Linked DNA regions of Mus musculus: region 1 is linked to region 2. A link is a contact called in public HiChIP or PLAC-seq data. All regions are on one chromosome and are shown on one strand. The core of a region is the stretch at or near the end of the contact, and the rest is flanking DNA. Distances in the headings are between cores, read along the strand shown.

What was found. HiChIP or PLAC-seq counts read pairs in DNA pulled down with a chosen protein or histone mark.
Region 1: a contact with region 2 is called in an H3K4me3 HiChIP or PLAC-seq map of bone marrow-derived macrophages, with 4 times the contacts expected there. The contact joins the enhancer-like site here to the promoter of Kcne3 in region 2. A contact is called at or near these places in 5 of 39 promoter capture datasets (3T3-L1-derived adipocytes, embryonic stem cells, liver and 2 more), 1 of 115 datasets of contacts at active chromatin or transcription factors (bone marrow-derived macrophages) and 1 of 9 other capture datasets (liver).

What each region holds. Positions count from the first base shown.
Region 1 is chr7:100,458,548-100,464,203 of GRCm38.p6, forward strand. It overlaps C2cd3 (C2 calcium-dependent domain containing 3), which reads left to right. Exons shown (of 33, transcript NM_001017985.3): 32 at 1,230-1,341. Gm10603 (a long non-coding RNA gene) reads right to left here. Exons shown (of 2, transcript XR_001778233.2): 2 at 871-5,264. Among named protein-coding and RNA genes, the nearest start is that of Gm10603, 8.0 kb to the right of the region's middle. Within about 2 kb of position 3,139, at least 120 of the 459 cell types and tissues checked have an H3K27ac peak or open chromatin away from gene starts, as enhancers often do. A contact at or near this core is called in 3T3-L1-derived adipocytes, bone marrow-derived macrophages, liver and 1 more, where this site is marked.
Region 2 is chr7:100,175,468-100,181,920 of GRCm38.p6, forward strand. Kcne3 (potassium voltage-gated channel, Isk-related subfamily, gene 3) reads left to right here and starts at 3,216. Exons shown (of 4, transcript NM_001360467.1): 1 at 3,216-3,299; 2 at 5,684-5,807. Gm51453 (a long non-coding RNA gene) reads right to left here and starts at 3,224. Exons shown (of 3, transcript XR_003946660.1): 1 at 2,854-3,224; 2 at 2,333-2,764; 3 at 1,917-2,186. It overlaps Gm34821 (predicted gene, 34821), which reads right to left and starts at 1,203. Exons shown (of 4, transcript NR_169134.1): 1 at 1,101-1,203.

The DNA.
Region 1 (5,656 bases), core at 1,889-4,388, 280 kb after region 2:
TTATTCTATCCCGAGGACTATGCTAGGTAATAGGAATGAGATTATGAAAATGATGTCATCTCTGCCCTCTTGGAGGCCAACCTTCATAAATAGAAAAACAATACAATGGGAAGCGGAGTAAATGAATTTAAGTCAGAGCTATACTTAGCTGCTTAAACAGAAGTCCTAAAAAAAAAAAAAAAAAAAAAAAAAAAAAAAAAAACAGCACCACAGCAGCCTCCTCCATCTACCTCAAATTAAGGCAATCTGACCCAGTGCTGTAACTCAACAGATATTTGTAGAGCAGTGTGCATCCTGCAGCCACTTGCCAGGGTAGCGAAGTCAGAGCTATAGCCTAGACCTTATAGATCTCATGTGCAGATCAGACAAACCAGCTATACTCCCCGCTCTCCCCCCACCAGTTCTGGATTTTTACTATGATCAGAGAACAGCCAGTAAACCGGTCTTCCTAGTACCAGTCACCTCCATGGTCAAGGCATTGCCCACCCTCCCTGTGTCTGTACATCATCACTATCCAGCAAGCCCTCAGCCAGTGTTCAACCCTTGCTACCTTCTGCCTCCTGCAAGCTCTAGGCAGGTACTGGGGTAACTGAAGCAAAATGCTATTGAGAAATTTGAAGAATGTTGAAGGAGATGTGAAAGTCTTATGAAACTAAATAATTGAGGGACTGGAGAGGTGGCTCAGTGGTTAAGAGCAGACTGCTGTTCCAGAAGAGCGGGTTCAATTCATAGCACTCACATATTGGCTCACAGTTGCTTGTAACTCCAGTTCTAGGAAATCTGATGCCCTCTTCCAGCCTCCTTGAGCACCAGGCATTCATGTGCTACCCAGACATACATACAGAGAAAACACCCATACACAGAAAATGATAATTTGAAAAAAATGTTTTAATAATTGAACATTCTCCTGTGTCACAGACTACTTTCAGAATTAAAGAAAGGGGGACCGTGTGACTAAGATAGGAAAAGTCTTCCTGGAGGAGGTTGGGATGTTGAACTCATTACAGTAGAGACTAAAGAAAGAGAGGGAAAGGAAGGAGGAAAGATGGGTTAGAAGTGGGCAGGGTCTTCCAGTGAGGGAGGAACCAGGAGGAACCACTTGTGCCAGGGATTCATGGATGTGGGAAGTAGGATGAGGGAGACACAGATGGTATGACTGTGGTCCCTGGGGTGTTGGTCTGGTAGGAGAGTAGACTTCTAGGTATTTTATTCCTTAACTACCATTGCAGCCCAGAACCTGTTGTGGTGCCCAACTTCTTTTTGCCTCCCCAACAACTGGAGGCCTCTCTCCGCATGATCTCACACTCTCCAGGTTTGCCACCAGCAGCCACAACTGACCAGGTAAGAGCAGCCACTGGTCTCCTTCGTACATCAGCATCTCTTCCCTAAAAGCATGCAGCACAAAGGCTGCTCTGGGCAATCCCTGGAGAAGATGCTCTAGTGGTTACCCTTTATGCTTGCCTGGAAAATATCCTGTGGGTCCCTCACTGGGCAAGGAGCCCGGACAACATGAGGACAGCCAGAGCCTTGTCAGCTAAGACTGGCATGGAAGGGAAAGCAACACAGAAGCATAGGAGCAAGAGTCCACAGCCAAGCAAGCAGGGACCCACAGCAGAGGACACCACAGATAAGAGGTGCATCCCTAGGGGACCATGACTATGCGAGCTCATCCTTCTTTAAAGAGAGAAGGAGCTAGCTGTTCAAGTTCCAGCCATACTGGTGACCCTACCCCAGGCTACATTGCCATGTCCTCAGGGTCACTTGAATGCTTTACCTCATTGGATGCCCTCTGGGGAAGGCATGACCTAATTTAGAACAAATATGTAGAGTGCCACGTTTAAATGAAAGAGAGCATCACTAGTGTAGAGAAAGGAGCCGGGGACTGGTGTGTAGGTGACAGAGCGGGCGTCTCAGAGCTCTCAAAACCTTTTTTCAGAGACAAATATAGATTATAAACAAAATGTGTTTGCTGTTCACTGTTGATTGCTCCTGTTCAATGCTTCCTTCACTTAGACATTATTCTAAGTACCGTACACAGACTGTTTTAACTCCGAGCAACTGGATGGGATAGCCAGGTGATTGTCTCCATACAGTAAATGGGTATGTCTGAGTTGGCGCTGTGGCAGGCTACCAGACAGAAGCAGCTTAAAGGGGAAAAGGCTTACTTCAGAGATTGTAGTCTGTAGAGTCCGTAGTCCTTGGCTGCACAGATGTGTTGGAAGCTGCCCACCTTACAGCAGTCAGAAACAGGTAAACAGGGAAGGACCAGTGAGCTGAATGTAACCCAAGGCTCATTTACTCCCTCAAGCCAGGCCCCTCCTCCTGAAACTTTCAGAATCTACCAAAATCGTGCTACCAGCAAGGGACTCCAACCTCCAGCACATGAGACTTTTGGGGAAACACAATTTTGAAACCACAACTATGCAGGCTCAGAGCAACTGAGGCTCAGAGCTTCCTGTTCACATCCTCAAGGCATTAGTGTATCTACACATGAAGACCCTCAGGGAGTTAAGAGTTCGCTCACTCGTGTGTGTGTGTGTGTGTGTGTGTGTGTGTGTGTGTGTGTGTGTGTGTGTGTGTGTGTGTGTTGTTTTGCTTTGCTTTACTTATGAGACTGGGCCTCCAGGTGTCATAAAACTCCTGCCCTGGGCCTTCTGATGGTTCTCAAGAGAAGCCTTGAGACGTCTGAACCATTCACTGGCTTTCTAACCCCCTCTCCAGCCTCCCCAGTGTGTTTCCAAAACATGTTTGGAGGATAGTTTGATCTGAGGTCCTACCTGTCTCCCTAGATTGCTTCCAGAGGCAGAGATGCTGCTCCCTCAGGGATCCTGTCGTGGTCTTATTCCGCCTCTGCTTCACCTCTGTCCTCTTACCTCTTCTGACAGGGCACACACATGGCTAAGACATTTGCACTAGGCTTTGGGGGCTGTGCCCGGGCACTGAGCATGAGCTTGAAATACAGCATCCATGGAACTAAACACTGGGCCTGCTAGTGAGTAAGCAAAGGATCTTAGGCCTGTGGCTTGACCTTACTGAGTCTCAGTTTTGTTCTAAGTAATGCCGAGCTAATAATGGGTGGTTAACGGGTGAGGGTGAGAATTAAGTAGGCACAGTTGAGTCCATCGCCCTGCCACCCTCTGGGCCAGCCAAGTGGGTGAAGGGTCAGCGAGTCATGCTCCTCAGGAAGAGTTCCATAAGCCACTGAGACAAAACTGCCAGCCAAAACGATGTTCCTGTTTCTGTATTTGTGCCTTTGTGACGTGGTTCCTCCCCCAGGGACAGACTGTCTTGGTCTTTTCTAGACACAGTGTGGGATGGGAAAAGGAAGAGATGAAAATCTCCCTTCCCTTAAAGGGCACCCTGCGTTTCAGGAAGATGAGCTTTATGCAGTTCTTGCCTTTCCTTGGCTTGCCCATAGCACAGCTGCCCTTGGGGCCACTTCTGTCCTTAGGACTTCAGTCTGGGTCCCAGTTAGGAGAGCCAGTGTCATCACAGTTTTCCCAGTTTCAGCACTGGGAGGTTCCAGGCCAAGAAACCCCAGGAGACAGATTTTGGCTGGAAGCCTGCTGGTGCTGGTTAGATTGCCTGTGTGGTTAAGCACTAGTGTGAAACTTACCAAAGTGGAGTTGCCATGTCTTGCTCCGGCAATGTTAATGATAAAGTAGAAATTTTTAAAGAAGGGGAATTTGCGCATGAGCACCTGTTATCAAGAACTCCCACAAATGGATACCTTGAAGTGCAGCCTCACACAGACTTGTGTGAGGATATCTGCCCAGCACTGTCCAGTCAGCACTGGACTGGGTCCACCCTTAACGTTAGTCCTTAGACAGACACCCTTTTGTTATTAGTCCTTGGAGCCAGGATTGTTTTGAATGAATATGTCTTCTTTGTTGCCTTTAGATGCTCCCTGTGAGCAAGGGTACAGTGAGACCACAAATAAGACCACTCTGTGGATAGACATATTTACTCAGACTGCCAAGGCTATCTCTTGTGGGACAGAGACTAGAATAGCAAAGACAAGGAAAGGCTTGCCAGTTTTAAAGAGGTTTGCAAAGGGAGGAAGCATGGAAGCTGGAATAGCGGGGGGCAAAGGGGTACTGCTATGCAGAAGAGCCCGGGAGCTGTGGGGGGGGGGTGACTTTGATATGTGTTACAGGTGTGTGTTAATAGGGAACTAGATGCCCAAAGCCTGGGAGTTGGAGGCTATAGGGGCACATAAGGAAAAGGAATGGCTTTTCCTGACAGAAGCCCACTTCCCACATTTCCGAGGAATGCCGACTTTACACTTGTTTATCCACTAGCAATCCTTCTCGTTCCCAGGTCAGTGTCCAGCCTGAACTTATGGAATTGCTAGTGGCACTGCCATTATGGGAAAGCCACTCTGGGTGCCGTGGTTCCCTTGGCACACGTATTCACACTACAGTGCTTCCTGCTTAGTCCCAAATAAACACCACCGTTTTTTAACAGCTCTGTGTACAGTTTGACACTAGTGACAGGCATCCAAAGTTCAGAGAAACATTTTTTTTTTTCAAATTAAAATTTTAAAGCACTGAAATAATTTTCCATGGGTTATCAGAACTTTGAGTGTCTTACATTTACTTTAGATTTATGAAAATTACAGAATCACATCAAACTTTAAAGTCTCTGAAAGTCTTAAAAATGGCCTCCATGGAAAAGGGCCTGTGACAAGCCTGACCTGAGTTGAGATCCTCCGCACCACGTAGAAGGAAGGGATCCTAGGAGGTCACAGGCCAACCAAACAAAAATGCGAGCTCGGGGAACAGCTCTGGCTGAACAGATAAGGCAGAGCCTCCCTGCATCGGCCTCTGGCACACAGACAGATGAACCAAACCATGTACACACACACAGTGGCCTTGCTTTGAAGAATTTTAGCAAAGAGTGGTCTTAGATATTTTCCCGAGTACTTGCTCTTCTTGTGCGCTTCTTTCTCTCTCATCCGGGCTCTTGCTGGGGCAGTCCCCGGGCCTGAGGGCTTCCTTAGTGCTTCCATGGCTGGGGACCTGCTAGGATCCAGGCCCCTCTGCTTTACAGCTCCCAGGTGCTTGATGTCACCTTCATTTTTAAACTGATTTTCACTGGCTATAGAATAAAAGCCAACTTGAGTTTTAGCATTTTAGAGATGTCCTGCTAGGGTACCTTAGCCCCAGCACCAGAGAAACTGAACGTGGTAGTGCCTGCCTGTAATCTTAAGTACTTCAAGGCCGAGACAGGAGAGTCAAAAGTTCAGGATGGCCTTTGAGATCCTGGGGGAAAAAAAATCAAGGTGATGTCTCCATTATCGTTGTCCTGGGTGTTACCGGCCTTTATTCTTCAGCCACCTTTAAGGTCCGTCTTGGCTTCTGATAGACGTAGCTACAGTGTTCTCAGTCGTGGGGGTGAGAAGGGCAGGTACGAGCATGCAGATCATTAACAAGACTGACAGCACCGGCACTCTTAGGCCCGCGTGTGGGTTCAGTTTGTTTTTATTGTGCTGCCTTATTTACTTACATAGATCCACTGGTATGTGATGAAGTCACAAAGTCTTATGTAATTAAGGATTTTATGATAATGGCTGCAAGACTGGAACAGAAATAGGACTGGCTGGGACAACTCTTGAAGTCAAGGGAAGGCTTTCTTACTTTTTAAGATATATGAA
Region 2 (6,453 bases), core at 1,966-4,465:
TAGAGTGAGCAAATTAATCATACCCAGAACAGAAAGTGCTGTGTTAAAAGGGAAGTACCATACAATCACCAAAATGGGCCTTGGAAGCAGTCATATGTAATACCAGTAATGGGGAAGGGTCTGTTCAGAGATGGCCAAGGGAGTAAGCAACCATGGTGCGACTGGTGGGTGGGTGTGTTAAAGTATCCTGGGACTTAAAACACTTGGGCTTATTGCCACCCTTAGGCCTCATGGGAATGGGAAAGGGGAATGGGGATTCAGTGGGGAGATGGAGCCTCAGCTGAGGATATAGTTGGAACACTAGCAACAGCCTAGAAAATCAAAACAAGAGAGCCAGTGAGACAGCTCAGCAGGTAAGGTCCCCCACACCAGATCAAAGTTCACACCAGATCACCCAAGTTCAAAGCCAGAAACCCACATGACAGAAAGTGCTATTGACAAGCAAAACTGGAGGGGTTTAGGGAGTAAGAGAAGGAATAGAGTGGTTAAGAGAGGACTCCACAAGAAGTGGGCATTGAAGCTAAGACTTGAAGGTGAGTCTTATCTATACATACATTTGTCTATATCTCTAGGTTGAGTCTCTTCCCCTAGCCCAAGTCAGCACATCCCAGTCTCCATCTCCACTCCTCCCCTTCACACTCCCCATCTTAGTTCCTCAGGGACACTCTGCCCCCTTTCTTCTCAAAGGAGCAATGCCTTTACTGCACACATCCCCACTGCCTGGTGCACACATCATTCTGTCCAGCCTCATTGGAAGCCTGCAAAGCCCAGCTGGGGGACATGAGGCCACCCAGAGCCCAGCTGGGGGACATGAAGCCACCCAGAGCCCAGCTGGAGGATATGAGACCACCCAGACCATTTTCCAATGGCTCCTTGGTCAGTTGCCCTCTCTAAAGGAAAGATTAGGTTAATGGTTCATGTTCCCAGTGGGAGCAGAGACTGAAGGGCAGAAGGAGGCAGTTGAGATGTGAAGATAGATGTCCTGACAACAGGGGCCACTTCCTGTTTTTGAGACAATGAGCTTCCACCATGTCATTGGTGAAGCTGGACAGCCTTGTGGCAACGTGAACTACAGAGGATTCGCCTGGAGGGGAACTGACCAGAGAGCTGTAAGTCCTTCTTGCTTAGGTTCTGTGCCGAATGATTCTAGAACTCTAAGGTGGTATGAATCAGAGTTTCTGATTCTAAAGCATTATTGGAACAGATCGTCTGTGTCCTCAGAGCACTCCTGACAGGGACAGTTGTTGCTCCCCTATGTCAAGAATGCAAAGTTCTTCCCAAACTAGGAAAAGAGGGAGGACCTTGACTGAACCAAGGCAAGTCTCTCTCTCTCTCTCTCTCTCTCTCTCAGGTTTTTCTATATAGCCTTGCCTGTCCTGGAACTCCCTCTGTAGAACAGGTTGGTCTTGAACTCAGAGATCTGCCTACTTCTGCCTCCTGAGTGGGTCACCACCACCTGACAAGGCTAGTTTTAATTTTTTTTCAGATTTAATTGTTTTATTTAATGTCTATGATTATTTTGCCCAGCTGTATGGCCTATTACCCCACATGTGTGCCTGCTACCAGTGGAGGTCAGGAGAGGGCATTAGATCCCCTAAAACTGGAGTCACAGATGGTTGTGAGATCCTAGATGGGTACTGGAAACCTAACAGGGTCCCCCGCAAACGCAGCAGGTGCTCTTAGCTGCTGAACCATCACTCTACCCCTGTTGAGTTTTGTCATTGTTCTTGTTTGTTGTGTGCCTAGGAGTTTTGTCAGGGGGAGGCAGGGCACATCTTTAATCCCAGTGCTGAGCAGGCAGAGGTAGGCAGAGCTCTGGGAGTTTGAGGCTAGCTGGGTCTACAGAGTGAGTTTCAGAACAGCCAGGGCTATACAGAGAAACCCTGTCTCAAAAATCACATAAACAAACAAAGAAAAAAAGAAAAGAGAAACGAGATTCCCAGTCTCCCAATGGTGCTTAAGACTGGCCTTGAGGGCACCTGGCATGTAAGCGGTGCACAGACATCTACAGAGGCAAAACTCTGAATGCTGATTTCTGGGCCCCACTCTGGGTCTTTTGAATCCAAACCTCCCAGGAGGAGCCCACCGCCCTCGGTGTGCAGACTGGAGCAGCGCATACTGGGGTAATCGGGATGACGGCTCTCAGAGGTGGTGTCCAGCTTAGGGAGGAACGGCTGGATAGAAACCTGCCACACAGAAACAACACAACAAGGATGTGTTCTGAAGGAGATTAGCAATTATGCACAAAAAGCCCACCACGTGGCAATCTTGTTTTTCCCTAAGCACGTATTAGGTAATCATATCCTAATATTCTGTGATGGAAATTACTCACCTTGGAAATACTGCAGTAGATCTTTGCGAGAATTGTGAGGGAGCTCATCTGAGTGTGTTCGTTGTGTGACCTCCGCTAGTGAAGAGAGCTTGGATAAGTGGTTGCTACAGAGTCCCTGAGAGGCAGATCCCTATTTCTGTCATCAACAGGAAAATGACACTTATCAGCGTCTCTTCTATATCAACAGAAACAATTTTTAATATCATCAGAAACAATTTGGATGTGGACCCAGTGGCTGGAAAACAAGTGTTCTGGGACAGACACCAGTTAAGAAGTGAGTGGATACAAGTTGAGACCGGGCATGTGACACAGACTACTGAGGGGGGAGATGCCTGCTAGAGTACGTGGATTCTGAGACCAAGCTCTGACCGAGCTCTGCGCTGACTTGCTTGCTGAGTGTAGAATCACCTCCCCAATTTGGGCGTCTGCAAACTGAAAACAGGGTATGTCTTAGAATCAGATGTTTTCTTTGGCTATTCCGGTTTTAGTATTTTGGATTCTGAAAACACTTCTAATCTTACCGTAACCCTGTGAAGAGCGAGTGCAGGAATGGTGGTACCCATAGACAGGAAACCAAGGCCCCAGAGAGGAGCTGCCCAGTGCCACACAGCTACACAGGTACCAAGCCCGACTCCACCAAAACCTAGCGCTTGGTCTGGGTGTTTGGAAATCAGCTTTTCGCTAGGTTGGCTGAGACTTAAAGGAGACACAGACGAGAAAAATTCTGTCTGGGATCCAGGAAGCAGGTGGTTCCCCGCAACCGCACCCGGTTAAGGCTAAGGAGCTGGGCGGAGGCGCCCCAAGACAGCCAACGCTGAAGCTGGAGTGCTAAGGCAGGGCGGGGCCAGAGGAGGGACACCCTGGGAAGGAAAAGGGAGCCAGAGCCAGTAGGCGTGCAGAGATCTGAGAGCACTGAGCGCATCTGGGCATTATTGCAGTGTTCACCGGAGACAGATCGTAGAGGCGGGTAAGGCGCTACAGGGTTGGAAAAGCTATCCATAGTCCGGGCAAGACGTGCAGGGTTTCGGTGTTTTCCTTCAGAGGGGGGACCCGACGTGGGGTGCTGCTAAAACACAGAGTGGATCTTCCTTAGTGAGAAAAGCAGGTATTCCCAGGAACTATAGGGATTAGAGAGTTTCGCTGCGCATGGAAAGTCGTGTGTGGTCCGAAGGCGCTCTCCCAGGCTTTCCTCCAGGCAGCAAAGGCTCCTCCTCTCCTACCGATAAGAGGACACTCACAGGTCTGCAGCGGGACACTCACGGAAATAACATTCCAGGAGTCAGTCTTGCTCTACCAAAGCTGCGGGCTCTGCAGAACTGCCCTACCCATTCTACTCCACTGTGACCAGCCCTCGGCGATCAGATCCTCCGAAATCCCGGGACGGGCTGAAGCATCTTCCGCTGTTAGTAGCAATTCTAGGTTGAAAGTCAGGAGTCTTGGGTTCTAGTTTTCAGGTAGTGTAAATTGATGCAGGTCAACCATGGCTTTGTGCCTTATGCTTTCTTAGGTCACCTCCTGTAAAATGGGTCTCCTGCTCCAGTTGCCCCCATGTAATCCAATTAGGGCAAAGGGGAATGTTTGGGAGGTGTCTCAGCCAGTGTGTTAGAGCCCCGGGAAGCAAAGTCCTAATCTCTGCCTCCTTCTCTTTATTAATTTGCATGGGAGGAAACTGAGGACCCAGGATAATCTTATCACCAGGGACCATATTGAATTAGAACCAGTGTTTCCTCACTCCTAGCCCAGGACTCTTATTTCACGTACAGATATCGAATAAACTCATTCTCTCTGGCTCCAGCCACTCTGTAAATTGCAAATGGAGGGGTGCGATAACTGGAGGCATTAAAAACTGCCTTTAAAGTCTGTTGACTCCCGGAAGATGAAAACCGACTAGCAACTTTCTTCAGTTCAAATTCCTCAGGGCATGTTTTCTATCTGTAACGCAGGGGAGCTTGAAGTACCTTCTAAGAGGGAGGCAGGCAAGACCAAGAACCTCCATCCTATGCTTGGCTACACAGACTGGCCAAGTAGGGGCAGGGAAGGCACTTGTAAATGGCAAGGACCTGCAGGATTCATCAGAAAGGGTGGGACACAAAGGAGGTGGGCGACCCTTGGTGGCTGTGGGCTGTGAGAGGGCACAGCAGAAGGTAGGCACTTGGGATGACTGCTCTCAGAGGTGAGCTGAGCCATGGATGGCTATGGGAACAATGTGAGCAGGGTTCCCAGTAACTTTCTCATGCCTGCTCCGCCTATTGTCTCCCCCAGTTCTCACGAGGTGAGCTGGGCACTGGTAATTACCTCCGTCTTACAGATATGGTTCAGAGGAAAAGCATTCAAGGTCACATAGGCAGAACTAGGATCATGAAAGGTACTCTTGAAAGGCGAGATCACAGGCTGAGACTTGGGCTATCTGTGTGCCTTCTGTGGGTGTGGATGGCCACACCTTTGGTAGGTACACAGGGAAGAGCATTGCAAAACCATTTACCGTTCTCTGGGGGCCAAGAATGTTTGCCCTTTGGATAAACGGGCTCAGATCAGATGTGGGAAGTGTCTGGGTTTCCAAAGGAGACTCAGAATTTCCCTCTCTTGCCCCATGCCACCTGCTCAAGGGGCCTCCCCTCTATCTAAGGCAGCTTATCTTGGGGTAACTGGGAGTCTTTTCTACTTTGGTTTTCTATTAAAACATTGAAAGCTGATTCCATGAAGCTGTTAGGGGATGAGTTGGGGAGGGTACTCTCTTATAGGAGAGAGATTGAGTCACTTGTTCTTTTTGGTGCTCACTATGTAAACAGGCCTGAAGAATAAAGAAATGCATGAGGCCCCTGCCCTGAAACCTCCAAGCATATGTGCAGGGATACACTGGGCCCACATCGACACTCACAAACAGATTCCAAATGGCCCAGTTCTCTAATGAGGCTGTTTTGAAGGCACTCTGGTAACAAACAAGAGGGGAAACTGACTAGTTATTGAGTAGGGGAGAGGGGTGTTTCTGGACCGGCTCTAAGCTGGTGGTATAGAGCAGGGTCTTGAAGAATGAGCTTGCCAAGCAGACAGAAAGTGTAAAGGAATTCCTGCTTAAGAAAAGAATATGAGTAAAGGCAAGAGGCGTGGGAGTGCAAGGACTGTCCAATGAGCTCACAGCCTGGCGTTCATTATCATGGTCACAAACACTGGGAGAGCCACAGGGAAACAGAGCCAAGGCAGAGCCACATAGAGAAGAGTTCGATAATCGTTAGTTAGTTAGTTAGTTAGTTAGTTAGTTAGTTTGTTTGTTTTCCAGTTTGCTCAGTAGCTGTTAGTCTGCTTTCTAAGCTAGCCCATTGTCTATTTCAATCAAAGGCCTCTCTACAACAGGGCTCTGCCACGTCCATCCTGGAAACTTGATAATCAATGACTCTCTAGGAGTTGGAAATCCGGGGACTCAAGGAAGAGAAACAAAACACCAGTGTTTCTGTCTGTGCCCATTTGGAACCAAGAGGTGGGTTATAGGCAACCGGTCTGTCCCTTCTTCAGCTCTCTGCTTCTCCTTACCCCAACAGGATGCCCAGAATCTGCCTTCTTGTCTCCACCCAAACCCAGCACTGAAGGATACATACTATGACCTCTGTGGTCTGAGAGGCCCTGATGGGAAGGTCTGATGGGTTCCAGTTTGACTCCACTCATGAGTCCCACCCTGTCCTTCACTTGCTTCTTACCCCAACTTCCCACACACTCTGTCTCTTCCCCTGGGCCAGATCACCCTTACAGATAAGAGGCTAAGAGGAAAAAGGAGGAAGTGGATCCATTTGGTCCTCACCTTACCTAGGCTGGAATGTCAGGTATAAGTCAATCCCCAGCCTCAGAAATATCTGAGCCTGCTGGGAAGACTCTGTAGCCTCTCTGTCTTGGGCTTGAAGTCCTCTAGAAGGCTACCCAAGGGCTGCTTCCACCAGCCACTCAGTCTCCCAAGATCTCACAACATGGTTCCGTGATTCATAATGTCACAGGATATTTGAGCTGACCATGACCCCTTCATTTTACAGATGCAGATAGAAGCTGAGATTAAAAGGGGGGAGGGGAATCACATGCCCAGAGTCACACAAGTAGCAGTGGGACAAAGACAGCTGCCCGGGCTTCCATTTCCT